2 separate regions of the Pan troglodytes genome follow, and region 2 is linked to region 1. A link is a contact called in public HiChIP or PLAC-seq data. All regions are on one chromosome and are shown on one strand. The core of a region is the stretch at or near the end of the contact, and the rest is flanking DNA. Distances in the headings are between cores, read along the strand shown. Region 1 holds the start of CIB2 (calcium and integrin binding family member 2). Region 2 holds the start of IREB2 (iron responsive element binding protein 2).

What was found. HiChIP or PLAC-seq counts read pairs in DNA pulled down with a chosen protein or histone mark.
Region 2: a contact with region 1 is called in an H3K4me3 HiChIP or PLAC-seq map of stem cell-derived excitatory neurons, with 4 times the contacts expected there. The contact joins the promoter of IREB2 here to the promoter of CIB2 in region 1. A contact is called at or near these places in 1 of 7 Hi-C or Micro-C datasets (stem cell-derived neural progenitor cells) and 1 of 1 datasets of contacts at active chromatin or transcription factors (stem cell-derived excitatory neurons).

Annotation. Positions count from the first base shown.
Region 1 is chr16:70,077,267-70,082,351 of NHGRI_mPanTro3-v2.0_pri, forward strand. CIB2 (calcium and integrin binding family member 2) reads right to left here and starts at 2,297. Exons shown (of 6, transcript XM_510523.8): 1 at 2,017-2,297. The coding sequence starts at 2,067.
Region 2 is chr16:70,384,139-70,388,767 of NHGRI_mPanTro3-v2.0_pri, forward strand. It overlaps IREB2 (iron responsive element binding protein 2), which reads left to right and starts at 1,277. Exons shown (of 22, transcript XM_063794250.1): 1 at 1,277-1,600; 2 at 3,673-3,759.

The DNA of each region.
Region 1 (5,085 bases), core at 1,047-3,546:
GGAGGTCCCAAGAAACCCTAGGTGTCACTTAGGGGAGAGGGTGCTGTAACTCAGGCTCACCCCCACTCAGCCCTGGCTGACACATGGCTGGCTGGAGAGCCAGAGGGAAGGAGATGTGGGGCTCTCAGGTTTCACAGCTCTCATTTCTCCCACCCCGCCTGGCAGGGTCTAGCTAGGCTCTGGCAAAGGATCAGAACCTAACACTGGGACTGGCTCCGATGAGTAACCCAATGCCAGGCTGGTTGGAGTGGGAACCTGGGCTCCCCACCCCCATGAAGCTACTCCTCACTTCTGAGCATGGCTTGCCTGCTTGCCCCTGCCCACTCCCAAGCCTTTATCCACGCTGTCCCCTCCACCTGGAATGCCTCCTCTGGGCCCCACTGGGCAAAACCCCACCTATCTTCCCAAGGCCTGCTCAAGTGCTGTATCGTTTCTGGACTTTGTCCCCCTTCCCTGCTGGCCTCCCGCTGCCCACTAGTGCCCTTCCCTAGAACACACTCCACCACCTGCCTCTATCACAAGGGCCACACACTGGAGGTGAGAGTCTGTCTCTGAGTGTCTGAGACTGAGTGCCTTGGGGACAAAAAGCACACATGGCCCAGCCCAGCCCACTCCCAACTAAAGAAGTGAGCCTAGGAGTCAAGATTCGAAATCCTGTGTGAGTCCTGAATGGCTCCTCAGCCTCTGTTTACACGTCTGTAAAATGGGCTAATAATCCACCTCACTGTGATGATCAAGTGAGTTGATGCATAGAGGGCATCAATTACTGTGCCTGGTACACAGCAGGTGCTCCATAAATGTGTCTCCCCTCTTCCTTCCCAGGGCCTCACCTGGGGAGCTGAGAAATCCATTACTGACAACTAGGGCTTCTAGGAGGAGAAGGGGCCTTTGTTTTACCTTCACCCACATCAGAGGACCCACACTTCACATCTGCTTTCCTTCACAGCCAAAGTAAGCACTGATGAAGGCAACAAGTGCCTATGGAGACCCTGTTGGTGTTCCTCCTGCCCAGTTACACAGGCCACAACACAATCCTGCCCCCTCCGCCTGGGGAGTCAGGGGAGAGGCATCAGATGTGGGACTTGAAGGGTGAAAGAGATCCTTTGGAGGGGGGAAAGGCATCCAGGCCCAGGAAATGGCATGGGCAGAGGGAGAGAAGGAGGGAGGAATGAGCCTGGTGAGCTGGAGCAACTGCAAATGGTTTTAAGGCGGCTGCCATGCAGAGGGCAGGGAAGGGACCTGGGGAGACTGGGGCTGCAGAGATAAGCTGAGCAATTGGCCAGGGCTCTGGGTAAGCCAAGGGGTTGGGCTTCATCCCGCAACCACAGCAAAGTTTTTACCTGGGTGGGACGGTATTGGGATTCCAGATCTGGAAAGCTGGCTCTGGAGGCAGGAAAACCTAGAAAGGTCTAAGGAGGTGGCTACTGAGGGCCTAAGGGAGCTGGGAGAGGTGGCCCTGGAAGGCTGCTACCGGGCTTGCGTTCTTGCTCCAGTTATCTCCATGCTGGGGTCAAAAGGAGCGAACCCCAGCAGATAAACACAGTCCCAAGGGAAGACCGCATGTGGAGACTGATGCACCCCACTCCTAAACCAGACAGGACGCCAGCTCTCATTTTTGCTTTACAGAGACTCGCTCTCCTGGGCTCCTTCCTGGGGCTGGGGGGCAGGGAGCGGGGAGGGCGGTCCTCTGTCCAGCCTAGTTTACTGACTTCCCTCTCCGGGCCAGGTGGGCGCTGGAATGGGTGGCTGGAGAGGGGTTCGGGTCCTGCCTAGGGCGAGAGTACCTGGAGAGACGCGCGCCTGAGAGGCTCTTCCAACTGGAAAGAGCTCTTATTCCACCGGTGGGGAAACTGAGGCACGGCGAGGGGAAGTCACCGGCCCAAGGTCACGCGGCGACCTGAAGGCAGAGGCAGGGTTTGAACCTGGGAGAGCTGGCTCTCGGGAGGCCTCGGCCAGCGACCGAGAAAAGGGAGGGGCGGCGGGGCCTGCGTTGGGGGCCGGGCGCGCCGAGCTCACCTGGTAGTTGTCTAGCTGCTCTTCGGTGAAGATGGTCTGCTTGTTCCCCATGGTGGCCGCCGCGCCGCCGCTCGCCCGCCCGGGCTCCGCCTCCCATCAGCGGCCGCCAGACCCGGAGCCAGCGCCCCGTGCCCGCGGCCCTCGGCAGCCCCGCGGCTGGCAGCGGCCCACGGTGGCCGGACCCTTCCCGCCCCGCAGCTCGCCCGGAGGAGGCGCGCGGGGGTCTCGGAGGCGGAGACGGGAACCCGGAGCGGCAGCGACTCCGCCCCCGGCGGGAAGAGGGGCGGGCACCCGGCTCCGCGGCTGCAGCGCGCCCGGGTCCCGGCAGGAGGCGACCTGGCCCTGGGAGACGCTGCCCGGCACGAACCCTTGGCTCCCGCGGCCGGAAGTGCTGGGGGCGCGCGGGGGTCTCGGAGGCGGGGACAAAGACCCGGAGCGGCGGCGACTCCGCCCCGCAGCAGGAAGAGGCGTGCGCCCGGGTCCCGCCGTGGGAGTCCAGGTCGCACGGCGTGAGGGTGCGGGGCCTGGGAAAAAACCCTGTCGAGGCGGGCAGTGGGGCGAGTGGCGCCCCTTGACCTGGGGCGGGGGCGGCAGCGAGGACTGTGAGTGCGTGGATCTAGCTGGGGCCGGGCTCCGCCACCGTCTCGCGTCGCGACCTTGGTCAAGCCCTTACCCGGGCCCTGTCCCTCTGGGGAGAAGGAGGGGGTCAGTCAAGCTGACATCTGAGGCCCTCCCGGCCAGGCCTCGGGAAGCCCATCTGGCCTTTGGCCGCGGCCTAGGCAGGGCATCTCAGACCTTCTGTGTTCCTTAGGGAGCAGGACAGGATTTACTTGGCTTTCTCTGAGCCCTTGGTTACAAACGTGAGACTTGAGAGGATTTAAAGGACTTGACTGTGTCCACAGAAGTGTGACAAAGGCCAAGACATTTTTTGGAGCTTTTAAGCAGATGCCATTGTAAGGGAAGCAGGACTTTACCTCTGCCCTCCTAGGGTCTTTGGCTGGGCTTGAGAATTAATTTGGCATAAGACAGATTAAGGGGAGAAAAACAGATTTAATACAAGTTTTACATGACGTGGAAGCCCTCATAAGGAAATGAAGACCCTGAGAACTGGCAAAATCTAAATACTTTTTTTTTTTTTGAGATGGAGTCTCACTCTGTCGCCCAGGCTGGAGTCCAGTGGCGCGATCTCAGCTCACTGCAACCTCCGCCTCCTTGGTTCAGGTGATTCTCCCACCTCAGCCTCCCCAGTAGCTGGGACCGCAGGCGTGCACCACCATGCCCAGCTAATTTTTTTTTTTTTTTTTTTTTTGAGATGGAGTCTCCCTCTGTCGCCCAGGCTGGAGTGCAGTAGCGCGATCTTGGCTCGCTACAACCTCCGCCTCCTGGGTTCAAGCGATTCTTCTGCCTCAGCCTCCCCGAGTAGCTGGGACTACAGGCGCATGCCACCACACCCAGCTAATTTTTTTTTTTTGTATTTTTAGTAGAGAGAGGTTTCACCATGTTGGCTGGGCTGGTCTCGAAATCTTGACCTCAGGTGATCCACCCGCCTCAGCCTCCCGAAGTGCTAGGATTAGAGGCCTGAGCCACCACGCCCGGCCAATTTTTGTATTTTTTTGTAGAGATGGGGTTTTGCCGTGTTGCCCAGGCTGGTTTTGAACTCCCAGGCTCGAGCAATCCACCCACCTTGGCTTCTCACCCAAAGTGCTGGGATTATAGGATGTGAGCCATCATGCCCGGCCTCATCTGTTTTTTAGAAAAAGAAGGATGATCAAGAGTGTCCTTCTTGCATCTGCTACTTTTCAAGTGCCTTTAACTCAAATACTCAATATGCCAGAGCAGCATATGTTGTGGTGGCATGTTCTGAACTCCTTCCCCATCTACCAAATGGAGTCACCGCTATCTTTCTGGGGTCCAGCCCATACAACTGTTATTTCTAAACTCAGGACAACTGAATCAGTAGGTATTATCTCCATATTATAGGCAAAGAGTTGGGCTGAGAGAGGTTCAGTAACTTGCCCAGGGTCCCACAGCTGGGAATTAGTAGAACCTGGACTGGACCCAGGCACTGGCTCAACATACCATTCCACAACTGCCAGTGGACTTTGAAGAGATCAGGATTTTTTTTTTAATTTTTATATATATATATATATATATATATATATATATATATATATATATATATATATATATAAAATAGAGATGGAGTCTCACTGTGTTGCCCAGGCTGGTCTCCAACTCCCAGGTTCAAGTGATCCTTCTGCCTTGGCCTCCCAAAGTACTAGGATTACAGGCGTGAGCCACCATGCCTGGGCGAGATCAAGACTTTATGCTTTAAAATGCGTGGTTTGTTACTTTAGGATAGTGGTTCTGAAACCACCTGGGAGCATGTATCAAAATTACTTGGGAGGCTGCACCCCTAGAGTTTCTGATTTAGAAGGTCTGGGGTGGCTAAGAATGTGGGTATCGAAAGGGTTCCTGGGTGACACTGATGCAGCTGGTCTTGGAACCATACTTTGAGAGTGATTGCTTAGGCTGCTGAAGCTTGTGGGTTCTGATGGGAACAGGGCTTCAAGTTTGGCAGATGATCCCTCATGCTTTTAGTTTTCTTTTATATCTGAGGCTACTGGTTGGGGTTTTCCAACCTTACTTTGCCACTCCCTGGTGAGAACAGCAGCCATCAGCTGAACAGACATGTCACCCTGTTAAAATCACAAGAGTCTTCAGAGGCACCATCAATTGCTATCAGAGGGGTAAGAAGCAATTCATTAGCCTGGGGATTGGTGACCAGCCTTCAGGGGTCACCTCACCATCTTTTCATCATTGTGGACACATGCAATAGGGGCCTAACCCATGGGAAAGAAGGCAGGATGTGTCCCCAGAGATTCGGAGAATGTGGAATTTTAGAGCAGAGAAGGCACATTTAAAAGATTCTCTCTTCTGTACCTCCCCTTTTTCCTGTGTTGGAGTTGGGGAAAAGGAAACCATTTTGAAGCCACATAACCACTATTACACAGGTTTTCCTTCTTCCCATCTTAGATTCCAGACTGCATGAAAAAGCCAGAGTTCTGT
Region 2 (4,629 bases), core at 27-2,526, 310 kb after region 1:
ATCCTCCTGCCTCTGTCTCACGGTAGCTGGTACTACAGGCATGCACCACTATGTCTGGCTAACTCTTTAAGTTTTTGTAGAGACAGGGTCTCACCATGTTGCCCAGGCTAGTCTCAAACTCCTAGCATCAAGCGATCCTGCGGCTTTGGCTCCCCAAAGTGCTGGGATTACAAGCTTGAGCCACCAACTGTGCCTGGCCCAGTCGAATATTATATGTCCTGTAAAACCAAACTCATTCGTTATAAGTAGATACAAGCATCTGACTACTCAATTTTGTCATCTAATATAGACATGCCTGTGCAGCTACGTATTGTAATACATATTATTTTCTAATAAATTACTTTCCTATTTTTCTCCTTTATATTACAGTTAGGTAATTAAGTAGATTATTTATCGTGTATGTAGATTATATTACCTATGAATTTCATGCTGGGATTGTAAAGGAGATGTTACAAAATATAGCAAGGTGAATAAAGGAAATATATTGGAGTTTGGGTTGACAGGGCTTGGATCAATGATTAAAGGGAGTGGATGAAGGAGTCAGGTATAATGTGTTGATTTCTGGCTTGGGCAACCAGGTGGATGGTGGCGCCATTCGCTAATACAGGCAATACAAAAGGAATAGTAGGTTTAAGGAGGGGAATGACGAGTTCAGTTTTGGAGATTTTTAGTTTGAGGTGCCTTGGGATGTGGAGGCATCCCATGGGTACTAGGATATACACCTCCGGGTTTAGGAGATAGGCTCAGGTCACAGGCAGACTGGGAAGCATCAACATATTAACTAATAACTGAAGTCAAAGGAAGCAAGAGATGGGCCAGGGAAAATGGACAGAGGGAGGAGGTACAAGGCCAGAGCCCTGGGACACATTTAATGTCCAATATATTTTTTTTTTTTGAGACAGGGTCTTGCTGTGTTGCTCAGGCTGGAGTGCAGTGGTGCAATCATGGCTCACCACAGCCTCAATCTCCTGGGCCCAAGTGATCCTCCCACCTCAGCCTCCTGAGTAGCTGAGACTACAGGTGCATGCCACCACAACTCAGCTAATTTTTAAATTTTTTTTGTAGAGATAGGGTCTCACTACGTTGCTGTGTTTGGTCTTGAACTTTTCAGCTCAAGCCATCCTCCCACTTTGGCCTCCTAAAGTGCTGGAATTACAGGCATGAGCTACTGTGCCCATCAAGTGCCCAGTACATTTAAAAGCTGGGCGGAGGAAGAGGTCTGCAGAGGAGCCTGAGATCAAGCACCCTTAGGAGAAGAAACAAAAGTAGAGTCTGAGGTCACAGAAGCTGATGGAGAGTATTTTTCAACAATGGGAGAGAACCAGTCAAGATTGAGATATGTGAGATTAGAAAGTGGAGTTATAGCTGGCCTTGGCTAAAGGCATTTCTGGGAGTGGAAGCCAGACTGGAATTGGATAAGAAGTGGGTGGGGGAGAGCCGAGTATGAGCGACTCTTTCTGGTAAGTTGCTGCGACAGGAGATAATGCTGGGTAGGTGGAGAACACAGGGACCGGAGGAGCTGAGGCGGAAGGATGGAGAGGCTTAAGCATGTGTTAACTGCCACTGGGAAGAAGTCGGCAATCACGGAAGCTACCGGAGGGTAAGAAAAAATTCATTCATTCAACAGTTGAGCGCCTCCCACGCGCCCGATCAGTATGGCCGCCCCCACTTGAAAACACGCGTGTGGGCCGCCCACGTCTGACAAGTTAATGCAAGGCTTTATAGTTAGGGGAAAGCGGTTCTCCTTGAGCTCTTTCTCCTAGTAGTTCCGATTCCGACCCTGACTCCGACAGACACCTTGCGGGAAGGCAAACACCGCTCGAATTCATGACCCCAATAGAAAACTTAAGGCCGCAACTAAGTAACGGATCGCTGCGAAGGCCAAACTAGCCACGCCAACGCCCCCACTGGAGCCTCCCCAGCGCTCCGCCCCCGCTCGCGAGAACAGCGGCGACGGCGCGAGAAATCGCTTTTTGGTTAGCTCCGCCCCTTCTCTTTCTTTGTTTTCCTGTCCGACGATCTCGCGGGAGTTAGGCGACAAATCCCGCGAGCGCAGACCCGGGGCTGGCTCTGCGGCTCTCGCGATATTTGCGCGAGCCTGCTTCCTTCTTTCCTCCCTTGTCAGTCCGCCTGTCTTCCTCCCCGTCTTCCCTGCCCGGCCTCCCCCTTCTTCCCCCGCTGGCCCCCTCCCCGGAGGGATAATATGGTCTCCGGCGATGGACGCCCCAACAGCAGGTCAGTTTCGGGCCTCCGAGCTGGGTCTGGCAGTTGGAAACGCGCGCTGCCTAGGCGCCGAATTCCTTGCTTTTCTCGCCTGGAGTCGCTCGGCAGGCGCCCAGGCCCTCGGGGCTCGGGTCGTGCTCCCCTCGGGGCCTGCCTGCTGGGCCGCCCTTTGAGCCTAGGCCGCGGAAGCTGGGGCTCCCGATCCCCACCCTCCTGCGCGACCCCCGCAGGGCGGGCCGCCCCACCGCTGGCCTTGACCCGCACCCCTCTCTCTGGTGGCCGCTGCCTGCTGCCAGCGGCTTCCTGGCCCCCGTCAGCAACACCAGGGGCAGGGAGAGGCCCACTGTCTTCTCCTGCCCGCCCCCCATTGGCGAGCGATGAAGGCGGGGGCCTGCGTCTCCGTGTTCGGGTCTCACGCAGCTAGATGTTGATTCCACGGTCCAGCCTAAGGCCCCTCAGTCTCTCTGTGCCTCTGGAAGCCGAATGAGGGGCAGTCAAGGTTGAACATTGGTCAGTCAGTTCTCCGACCATTTATTGCACCGCTGTCTCCTCCCCCGTCCACCTCCCTCTACGAAAAAAAAAAAAAGAGAAAAAAATACTGTTCATTCTGAAAATGGGCTGTGCTTATGTTTTCTCCTTTTGGATGAAAGCCTTAACAATGTTGAGGGTCCTGGCCACCCACCGCTATGAGTCTGCACAAAAGATCTGAAGGTTCTTTTCAACCTCAAGGCTGCCTCCCCGCCACTGCCCCCTAGAATGTTGGGAGCTGAGGCACGTTTAAATGAGACCTCTGGATCTTTGACTTTGTAGTTCAGCTTCAGTTCGTGCAAAACCAGAAGACTTGTCTCTTTCGGGGAGAATATGCTAATTTCCTAGAGATTCTGTTACTTTTATTTTCAGTACTAAGCCCTGGTAAGGACTTAACTGAGAAGTTTTTTTGTTTTGGTTTATTGAATGCTCTGTAAAAATCCGTCTTTTGTTTTTTTTTTTTAATCAGTCCCTCTAATGTTAATTGTGGAATTCACAAATTCCTGTCTCTGCAGTTTTCAAGACATGTCTTTCCAAAACGTCCCCGTGGATTATTTAAATCATTCTTATTGTCCCTTTCCAGGTATTCTTAACACATTTCAGGAGTGAATTATCTTACTAGTTTTTACTTGACAAATTATGGTTTAGAGCTATGCTTTCCAGTGTGGTGGATACTAGCCCTGTGTGACTTTAAATTAATCAAAATTAAATAAATTAAAAATTCAGTTCCTCAGGCACGATAGCCACATTTCAGGTGCTCAATAGCCACACGTTGCTAATGGCTACTTTACTGGACAGCTCAAACATAGAATATTTTTACCATTGCAGAAAATTCTATTGGATAAAGCTAGTTTCCAGGTATTTTCAGCTGAATAAAATATTTTGTTGCTGCATTTAATGAAAATACAATTTTTTTTTCAGGATACGCCTTTGAGTACCTTATTGAAACATTAAATGACAGTTCACGTAAGAAGTTCTTCGATGTATCTAAACTTGGCACCAAGTATGGTAATGTTGCTTTACATTTTCTTGGGTTTGTTTAGTCTCTAATAATGAAAATGCATTTGTCAAGCTGAGCTGAAGAAATTTTAAATGTATTTCCACCGTATTGTAACAGGTACACCTACACATACCTATACCATTTTAAAAACTCCTCCTGGGACAACTTCTGTTCAGGGAAGATGTAGGCCCACACCTTAACTTCTCATTTAAAAACCTAAGTTAATTAAGCACTAGTTTTTCCCCTCAAAGAAACCAATAATGCAATTTTCAAACTTTTTTTTTCTTGTTTTTGTGAAGACAGGGGTCTTGCTATGTTACCCAGGCTAGTTTTGAACCCCTGGGCTCAAATAATCCTCCCACCTCTGCCTCCCCAAGTTTTGGGATTACACATGTAAGCTACTGCGCCTGACCTAATGTGATTTTTAGAAGAACCTGACTGACTGATGATAATTCTACACCAATTAAATGTATATTTTATTTTCTCTTTTCTTTTCTTTTTTTTTGAGACAGAGTCTTGCTCTGTTGCCCAGGCTGGAGCGCAGTGTCGTGATCTTAGCTCATACAGCCTTGAACTCCTGGGCTAAAGCAATCCTGCCTCAGCCTCCCAAGTAACAAGGCCTACAGGTGCATTCCAACACATTTATATAAAAACATATTTTTATATTTTTTGTAGAGTTGGGGTCTTGCTGTGTTGCCCAGACTAGTCTCAGACTCCTGACCTTAAGTGATGCATCTGCCTCAGCCTCACAAAGTATTGGGATTGCAGGCCTGAGCCACTATGCCTGGCCTGTTTTACTTTGTCAAATGAACAGTGCCCACATCTATTCTTTTTGCCATCTGTTGAATAGGAATCACCAACAGGACCCATTGATTTGA